Linked DNA regions of Anas platyrhynchos: region 1 is linked to region 2. The links are chromatin contacts, called in public Hi-C maps. All regions are on one chromosome and are shown on one strand. The core of a region is the stretch at or near the end of the contact, and the rest is flanking DNA. Distances in the headings are between cores, read along the strand shown. Region 1 has its middle 31 kb from the start of USP38. Region 2 holds the start of GAB1 (GRB2 associated binding protein 1).

Region 1 (3,871 bases), core at 237-2,736, 44 kb after region 2:
CAGATTTTGCATACCAAGTCGACTTTAACACAGAAACATGCCATTTTTCTCGATGTGTAACAATCAGCCCATGTTTTGTTGGAGTTGTACTGGAATGGTGCACGCTAGCTGCCCAGTTCCCAAGAGCAGTATACCAGCTGTAGCTAGAAATGGCTTACAATTAAGAATTTTAAATCTCTCTTGTAACACAAATTTTTCCCACTTGAGCAATGAAATGTGCATGTTAGCCCTGATTTACAGAAGATGGTATCTTAGTCACACTCAGATCCTCTTCCCCCCACGTGTTGAACAGAATCTCCTCTATTAGAAGCGGCAAACATTAAAATTAGAAGTTGTTTCTGAGATAATGCTGCAGTCTCAGAGTTCAAACCACACATCAGTGAATACAACAAGCCCAGAGGTAACATTAAGAGTCCATGCGCAGCTCCATAGCGTGGCTGTTGGTTTTTTCTTTAAGTCCTTAAAAATAACATAATAAAGATATTGCCTCCAGACAGTTATTCTTAAATACATTCAAGACTGAATGAATTCCTGTAACTCATACTTCTCTCAGCATGATTGTTTCACACTGTCTGTGCATTTAGGAAGATTAATTTATACTGGTCACATAATTAAAATTCTTTTATTACCCTAAAGAAGAATTCTAACACCTTCTCCTCTGGGCAGCATCTTCATGCTCTGAAACTAAGGTAACACAAGCTCTGAGCTATTATAACCCATTCAGTTGGACTGCATGGCAAGAGGTCTTACTCAAGACACGAATTTAAGATACTCTTCCGAAGTTATTTTGAAGCCATTATTATGGGTCTGTGCTTTACATTCTCTCATTGACTCCATCTAGCTTTCTCACAAACTAAGTAAAGGGGTTGTTTTTAAATTTCTGGCCACAAACCCCCTTTGACATCTCAAAGATAACTTGGGCTCTGTCTCACGCTACATCAAGCATCAAGACCAACATTTTAACTTCAGTAAGCCATCTCATGCACAGCTCAGCTGTCCTGCCTCTGAAGGAAGTGAGCCACCAAAACATTAGTTACTAATGCCTTTTTTGCCACATCAGTGTAGAAGGTCTCACCTGCAAAGAGGCAATAACCACCTTGTTCATACCATTGACTTCCCCAAGACCTTTAAGACACCTGCTGCATCAACCAGCAGCTGTTTATCCTGACTCAGTCTGTCATGAGCCAAAGAAGGATGCTGACTGACTTCAAAGTTAACCTTCACTTAGCAACTTCATGCAGAGGTGACACTTGAGTACTGCTACATTTTTGAGCTGTAATAGTATAGCATGTAGTTAACAGTAATAGTTCCTAATAGTATAGGAGTTCCAGCAGACCGTTTTTACATGCCTTCCATTGTAACTATTCAGCAGAGTTTCAGCCATGCACTACATTTGAAAAAGCTTTAGTCTAAATCCCAGCAAGTGCTCCAAAGCTCAGAACACAGCATACTTTTACAGCAATGTCATTTAAAAGATAGTAGTATCATTAGTGCTCTCTACTGGATAAACACATAATTACTTCAAAATTAATATAGCATCCTGGATCCCAACTACAAAGGGGTGTAGGAACAGCTTCAAACGATTGCACAAATACTCAGGTCAGGGTAGTTTTAATTTTAAGTTCTCCTTCCTGTTCTTCACGTACTATACCAGTATGCATAGGTTTGTGTACAGCTAACAACTGAAATTAGATTAAGAGCTCCTATGTCCTGAAAAATAGCGGTATAGTGGTACATTTGGAAGACAGAGAACAAGCATCTTCATCACTTCACATACCCTACACACACTTAGCAAGCTTTACTTGGTGGTCAGACCACTACGTGAAGTGGGATCACGTAGTTCGTTGTGACTTCCAGGTGAAGAACATGAAGTAAAGTTCGCTGTTATCCAACACATTAGTGCCCATTGCTCCCTCTGAATAAGACAACCCATGATTTGGCATTCCCTACAGCCAGCACTGAATCACTGAGCCACACCAGCAGCAGAACGATTGCACTGCCCTGTGGTTCAGTATTACTTAGAGCCAAACACAAAACACTTAATTTGGCATTGAAGTGTTGATGGTTCAAGCACCTGCAACCACAAGACTTTGCATAAAAGGGAGTAGTGATTGGCCTTTGTGAGAACCTCTTAATAAAGCAATTCCCTACAAATACCCAAAGCATACCTGCCACTACATCATTACTTCCTTCTACCAGTGAGCTTACAGAGTTTTTAGCAGGAGCTCTTAACAAAGGGCTAAAGAAACACAAAACTTTTTTTACTTTCACTGCCACTTGCCTGAATCTTCACATGCAAAACAGGAACTTCAAACAAAGTCACCTCAGGTTATGCAGACTCAACAGTTCATTTTAAGTTTTTAATTCCATTTCTGTTATCCTGAGTTTCGGATACATTCAGGAACTAAGTTTGTTACTTACAGTAATGTTTAAAAGCTAACGGAGAATGAAACACCATTATGCACAGCCCTGTACTGACACATGCAGCATAGTCTGCATCCTGCAGAGTTTAGCATAGGAGAACATGAGGCAGCTGGAAGGGAAACAAGGAGGGGATGGGAAGAGTGAAGTCATCAGTGATGGAGTCCTAACAGGAAGCATTTCTGAAGTATTGTAACTTACTCACCCAGATATTGTTTGAGGGAGAGTAAGATTAGAGTTACCTGACTTATATGGCCCAACTGGTAAAAACCAAAAAGCATTACTAAACGCCACTGATGAAGCTATCAAAATATCACCGTTCGGTGATTATTTCTCGTGTGCAGTAAGCCTCTGGCTGCACTCCCTCAGTTTTCCATGACAGTACTTAAATGGGTAGGGGAGTAAAGTGAAGCAATATTGTTAGGTCCTAGTGATCTGTAGAATATCCATCTTAAGAATGCTGGGATTCAAAAGGATTTCAAGACAAGGTCATTTACCCTCTTGGCTTCATTTTAATCTTTCTACCAGTGTTTTGTTCACCATTTGTCAGCCTTCTTCTTATATAATACATTGGATTTGAGTAATTTGTATTACACACACCTTTTCATTTAAGAGTATATATCATCCTTCAAAAAAAAAAAATAAATGGGTAGCATATTCAGGCAGAAGAGTTGCTTGGAAAAAAAATCAGCAACTATTTCCAAGAGAGATTAAGACAAACCTCAGAATACTTACTTTTATCCAAACAAATTTCTTTGAATGGAGAGTGCAGATGGACAGAAGGCCAGACATTAGTTTGGCTCAAATAATCATGAAAATACATGCAAGGTCACAATTAACTTGACCAAACAGCTGCTACACCTTTTTCCCACGTATTTTTTTTTTTTTTAATGTATACAGGACATCTAAAGTTGGTAAGTTTTTGCTTAAACATCTTCTCTTTGGTCTCAAAGAATAGGAAATCCACAACTTTGCATACCCACACCCTCTGAAGCTCTTGCTTACACTTCTTTCCAGCTTCTCCCTCCCCTTTTTGAAAATCATTTGGTTGTTTTCCTTTCATCAAATCCTCCCCAAAGCTGGAGATTTATGCCCATTCCCATAGTGTGGGATGGGGAATGTGAAAGAGCTGCTCCTTTTCAGTTCGTCCCGGTCTACCCAGCTTAACAGATCCACAGCACCAAGAGAGACAGAGTAAGGAGATGAGCTGAATTCCCAGGCAGCCTTGTCAAATAAGCAGTTACAGTCTTATTTGATGTTTATTTCAACTTGTAGCCTCAACTCATTCACAACTGGAGAACAAAGACTGATCACTATGTATAAAGTGTATTGGATTAATATCCAGGAAATTCAGAAGTTCCAAAAAGTGTTCCTCCAAGCCTGTGGTCAAAGAAAATAATCTTCACCTATGAGTACACTAACATCTACAGCATATGAACAGAGGGTACAT
Region 2 (3,910 bases), core at 13-2,512:
AGAGCTGACTTCTGGCATCACCCCTGCCTCCTACGTGACTTGACAGCAGCGTCGCCGCCAGCCCCGAGCAGCACCAGCAGCCTGGCCGCTGCCCTGTCACGAAATCTGCCCTCTCAGCAAACACGCTCCATTTTCCTGCGAGCTCCGGCTCGGCTCCGCTAAAATATTTCCTCCTGAGCACCGGCGGGCAGCTGGGGGAAACACGAGGAAAAGGCACTTGGCTTGCAGCTCCCTCCTCCTGCAGGGCTCCGGTCCCAAGGGCAAAGGCTCCCCCGGCCCTGCGGGGAGCGCTCCCGGGGCATCCCCGCCTGGGGGGGCCGCCTGGGGCCGGGGCAGCGGTGTTTAGAGGCAAAAAACCCGAAATATCCCGAGCCCGGAGCCCCGGGGAAGGCGGAAAAACTCCGCCCCTCTCCCCACTCTGCTGGGAAAGGCGATAAAGCCGCGGCAGGGCAGAGCTGACCGCTCGGCGTTTCGAGGGGGAAAGCAGAAAGGAGTTGGGGAAAAAAGAAGAAAAAAGGGAAAGGGAGGGGAGGGAAAGAGAGGGACGGGGGGAGCCCGGCGGGCTGCGGGAGCGGGCGAAAGGCGCCGGGCCCGGCCGGGAGGGACGGGGCGAAGGAGGCCGGGCAGGGCGAGGGGGGACGCGGGGAAGGGGAGAGAAGGGAAGGGAAACGAAGGGAAACGAAGAGAAGGAGGGCGAGGGCACTCACGTAGCGCTTCAACTTCTTCTCCGGTGGCGACTTTCGGAGCCAGCCCGAGCAGACCACCTCCCCGCCGCTCATGGCTGGGCCGCCCGCCCCTCCGCCGGGGCGCTCCTCGTCCTCCTCTTCCTCCTCCTCGTCCTCCTCCTCCGGGCCGGGCCGAGGGAGCCCCGAGACGCGGCGGCAGCGCCGCGCCCGCTCCGGCCTCCTGGGGCTGTGCGGGGCGAGGGAAGGGGAGGGAGGGAAGAAGGGAGAGAGGGAGGGAGGAGGGACGGGGAGCGGCGTGTGTGTGTCTGGCTCTCACGCACAACAAGCGGAGGGGCAGCGGGGCTGAGGCGGGAGGCTCCCCCCTTCCTCCTCCTCCTCCTCCTGCTGGCCCCGGCAGCGGCAGGCAGGCAGACAGGGGCGGCCGCCGCCCCGCCGCAACTTGGGCTCCGCCGTCCCGGGGCAGGATCCAGCCGCCGCCCCGCCTCAGCCGGCGCCGCCCCCCCGGGATCCTCCCGCTGGGGGCTCCCCCTCTCCTTCCACTCCCCTCGCTCAGCGGCTCCGCGAGCTGGGCTGGGCTCGCCCCTTCCCCTTCCTCCTCCTCCTCCTCCTCCGAGGGGAGCGGCCCGAGCGCACGGCGGGGCCGGGTCCTCCCCCTGCCGGCCATTAGGGGGCCGGGCACGGCACCCCCCCCCCCGCCATTCCCAACAACAAGGGCTGGCAGGGGAGAGGCGGGACCGCCATCCCCGAGGGATCCTGGGAGCTGTAGGCGCCGCCGGCTGCGGCCGTGAGGGGGGAGTGGGCCCTTGGCTGAGGGGAGGAAAAAGAGGGGAAAAAGCGATAAACCGGCACACTAACACACCGAAAAACGCAGCCCCGCCGCCCCCAGCCCAGCCGGTCCGGTTTTAGGGCCGGTTTGGGGGCGTGGGGAGCGGCGGGGCGGTGAGGGGGTCCCGGCTGCCACGGCCGGGTGGCTGTGTGGAGAAGAAATGTTACAGCCGGCGCCCAAATGTTGGTGAATTCTGTGAAACGCACCGCAAAATCTTTCGTTTGAGATGAGAAACAAACAAACAAAAACTAAAAAATCTGCATAAAAAACACCTCAGTAAAATAAACTTTTAAAAGTGCATTAAAAGCACCTCAGCAGAAGTAAACTCCTCTTAGCAAGTTTCAAACTGCCTTGACGGAAAAAAAAATAATTATTATGAAAAAAAATCTCCACATACAAAGTTGGTCTCTGAGAGCAGAAAAGGCAAACGGCAGAGCCACTCCTCTCCGGAGCGAGTCTGCTGATAGTGCTCTCCGTCTTTTGCACTCCGCCGAAAAGTATCTCCTAATAAAAAGTCTTTTATTATGATTATTGCTTTATTATTTTACAGATTATTTAATTGCAGCCTTCTGGGATGGGACTGCTGTGTTGTTTGCTAGCAACAGTGCTCTTCCAGCACAGAGAGCTAGTCCCCCTAGTGTGCCTTTGTTGAAGGCAGCGTGTTGTTCCGCTTGCTCTGATCCATCAAGGTGTATCACATTAAAGAGCTGCAAAGCAACGTCTGTATCGTTTTAATGGGATCATTTGCAGAAATAACAGGAAAATTAAAGGTGAAAGCCTGAAGGGATTAAAACCAGTACATCAATTCACTGTAAATCTTCGCACATAATTATTTTCATTAATCCTTGAAGTGTTATGACAGGTGAAATGCTATTCACTGGTAAAAGAAAGATCATCAACGAGCAAATATATATATATACATATTATTTTTTTTTTGCCAAAAACATTTAAAAAGAGAAAATAGGTTAATTATGTGCTTTGTCAATGTTAAGAAGTGCACACATCCTAGCATCCGAAACACCCTCACTGACATTTCTACACAACATCCTCGCAATTGCCTCATTGTGCTATTGACAGGAATAATGAGGAAAGTGACATGATGCATGCAGCTGGTAGCATAACTTGAAATTGTAGTGTTAGGTTTAGATTTCAAGCTGGGTTTCACTATACCTCACTTAAGTTGCTAATGCAGTTTTTTAAGAATCCTGACATTTGAGTTTACTTCCAAATGTCAGATAAGACCACAAAATTGTCCAGTTTTCTTTAGAAACCTGGAGACAATTTAGTATTATCAGAGCACAATCACATAGAATGGGTGTGAACATACTAAAAATACCATTGTCATTAGCATGTTAAAGTATGATCCAATCATTCATTTAAATCCCATTAATTAACCCCAATCTTGAGGGCTAATCAAAGAAAGACAGTCTTTTGGCTAAGCAGTCTCTATGGAAGCACCAACCAAACAAGCCTTCTTGCCCAAAGACACAAAATTGCCCCTGAGTTCGAATTTCAAAACACTACATTTGCATTTTAAAATACCCTGAAACCAATGTTAGCCTGGAGTCCAGCATTAGTTTGTCATATAGCTTCGGTAAGAATCACCTTGCTGGAAAATAGCTGTCCAGAGACAAATTCTATGTGTAGGTGTCATTCCTGCCATATAATGATAAATCACAAGTTAGGGAAAAGCAGTTAATGTCAACAATCGCGATAAATAATTAGAACTCAATAAAAACTTTCTTTTAGACCATATCTTGTTGCTGAATCTTATAAAATTGTTCAGTTTATGAAAATATAACATATCAAAGAAAGATTTCCAAGTACCTAATTAAGATCTTGTCTATCGGACTGCTCCTTTTCTAATCATGACAGTGGATTTCCCTTCCTGCTCTCAGCTATTTGAATTACCCATTCACAGTCCCACCTGCACTTTCACTAGTAATGTCAAGAAAGGGCTGCATGAAGCAGTACTTCTTCAAAGTAAGTTAACATCTAGCAAAACCAAGAATATTAATACAGTGGATTTCCATGCATAACCAGCAAGGTTCCACAGTTCGTAATTTAGATATCTCATAGTAAGGAAAACCAAAGCAATTAAGAACTCTAATGAAATGCGTAAACAGTGCAATACTTAGGTCTGACTGTTACAATCTGCACAGTTAGAGCTGTAAACATGTCTCTGAAGAGAGGTTAGTGGGCACAAGTGAAATAATTTATGCCATGCAGAAAATTCCTTACGCTCGGCTAAATTAGGGTAGAGCATAATTTCATGAAATTGGCATATGAGTCGCAAAGACTCTGTCAAGAATGAATGTTTCAGCTAGTTTTCCTGCTGTGACTTGGCTTTGAGACTTGAAACAAGGTTAAACACGGTCTATTTTGCTGCTTTCCTGCC

Evidence for each region. Hi-C and Micro-C count contacts between places; a contact is called where the count stands out from the background.
Region 1: a contact with region 2 is called in a Hi-C map of subcutaneous adipose tissue, with 2.4 times the contacts expected there. The contact joins the enhancer-like site here to the promoter of GAB1 in region 2. A contact is called at or near these places in 2 of 8 Hi-C or Micro-C datasets (skeletal muscle and subcutaneous adipose tissue).

The regions. Positions count from the first base shown.
Region 1 is chr4:38,916,340-38,920,210 of IASCAAS_PekinDuck_T2T, forward strand. No RefSeq gene overlaps it. Among named protein-coding and RNA genes, the nearest start is that of USP38, 31 kb to the right of the region's middle. Within about 2 kb of position 1,487, at least 1 of the 8 cell types and tissues checked has an H3K27ac peak or open chromatin away from gene starts, as enhancers often do. A contact at or near this core is called in subcutaneous adipose tissue, where this site is marked.
Region 2 is chr4:38,872,939-38,876,848 of IASCAAS_PekinDuck_T2T, forward strand. It overlaps GAB1 (GRB2 associated binding protein 1), which reads right to left and starts at 1,263. Exons shown (of 12, transcript XM_038177970.2): 1 at 708-1,263. The coding sequence starts at 779.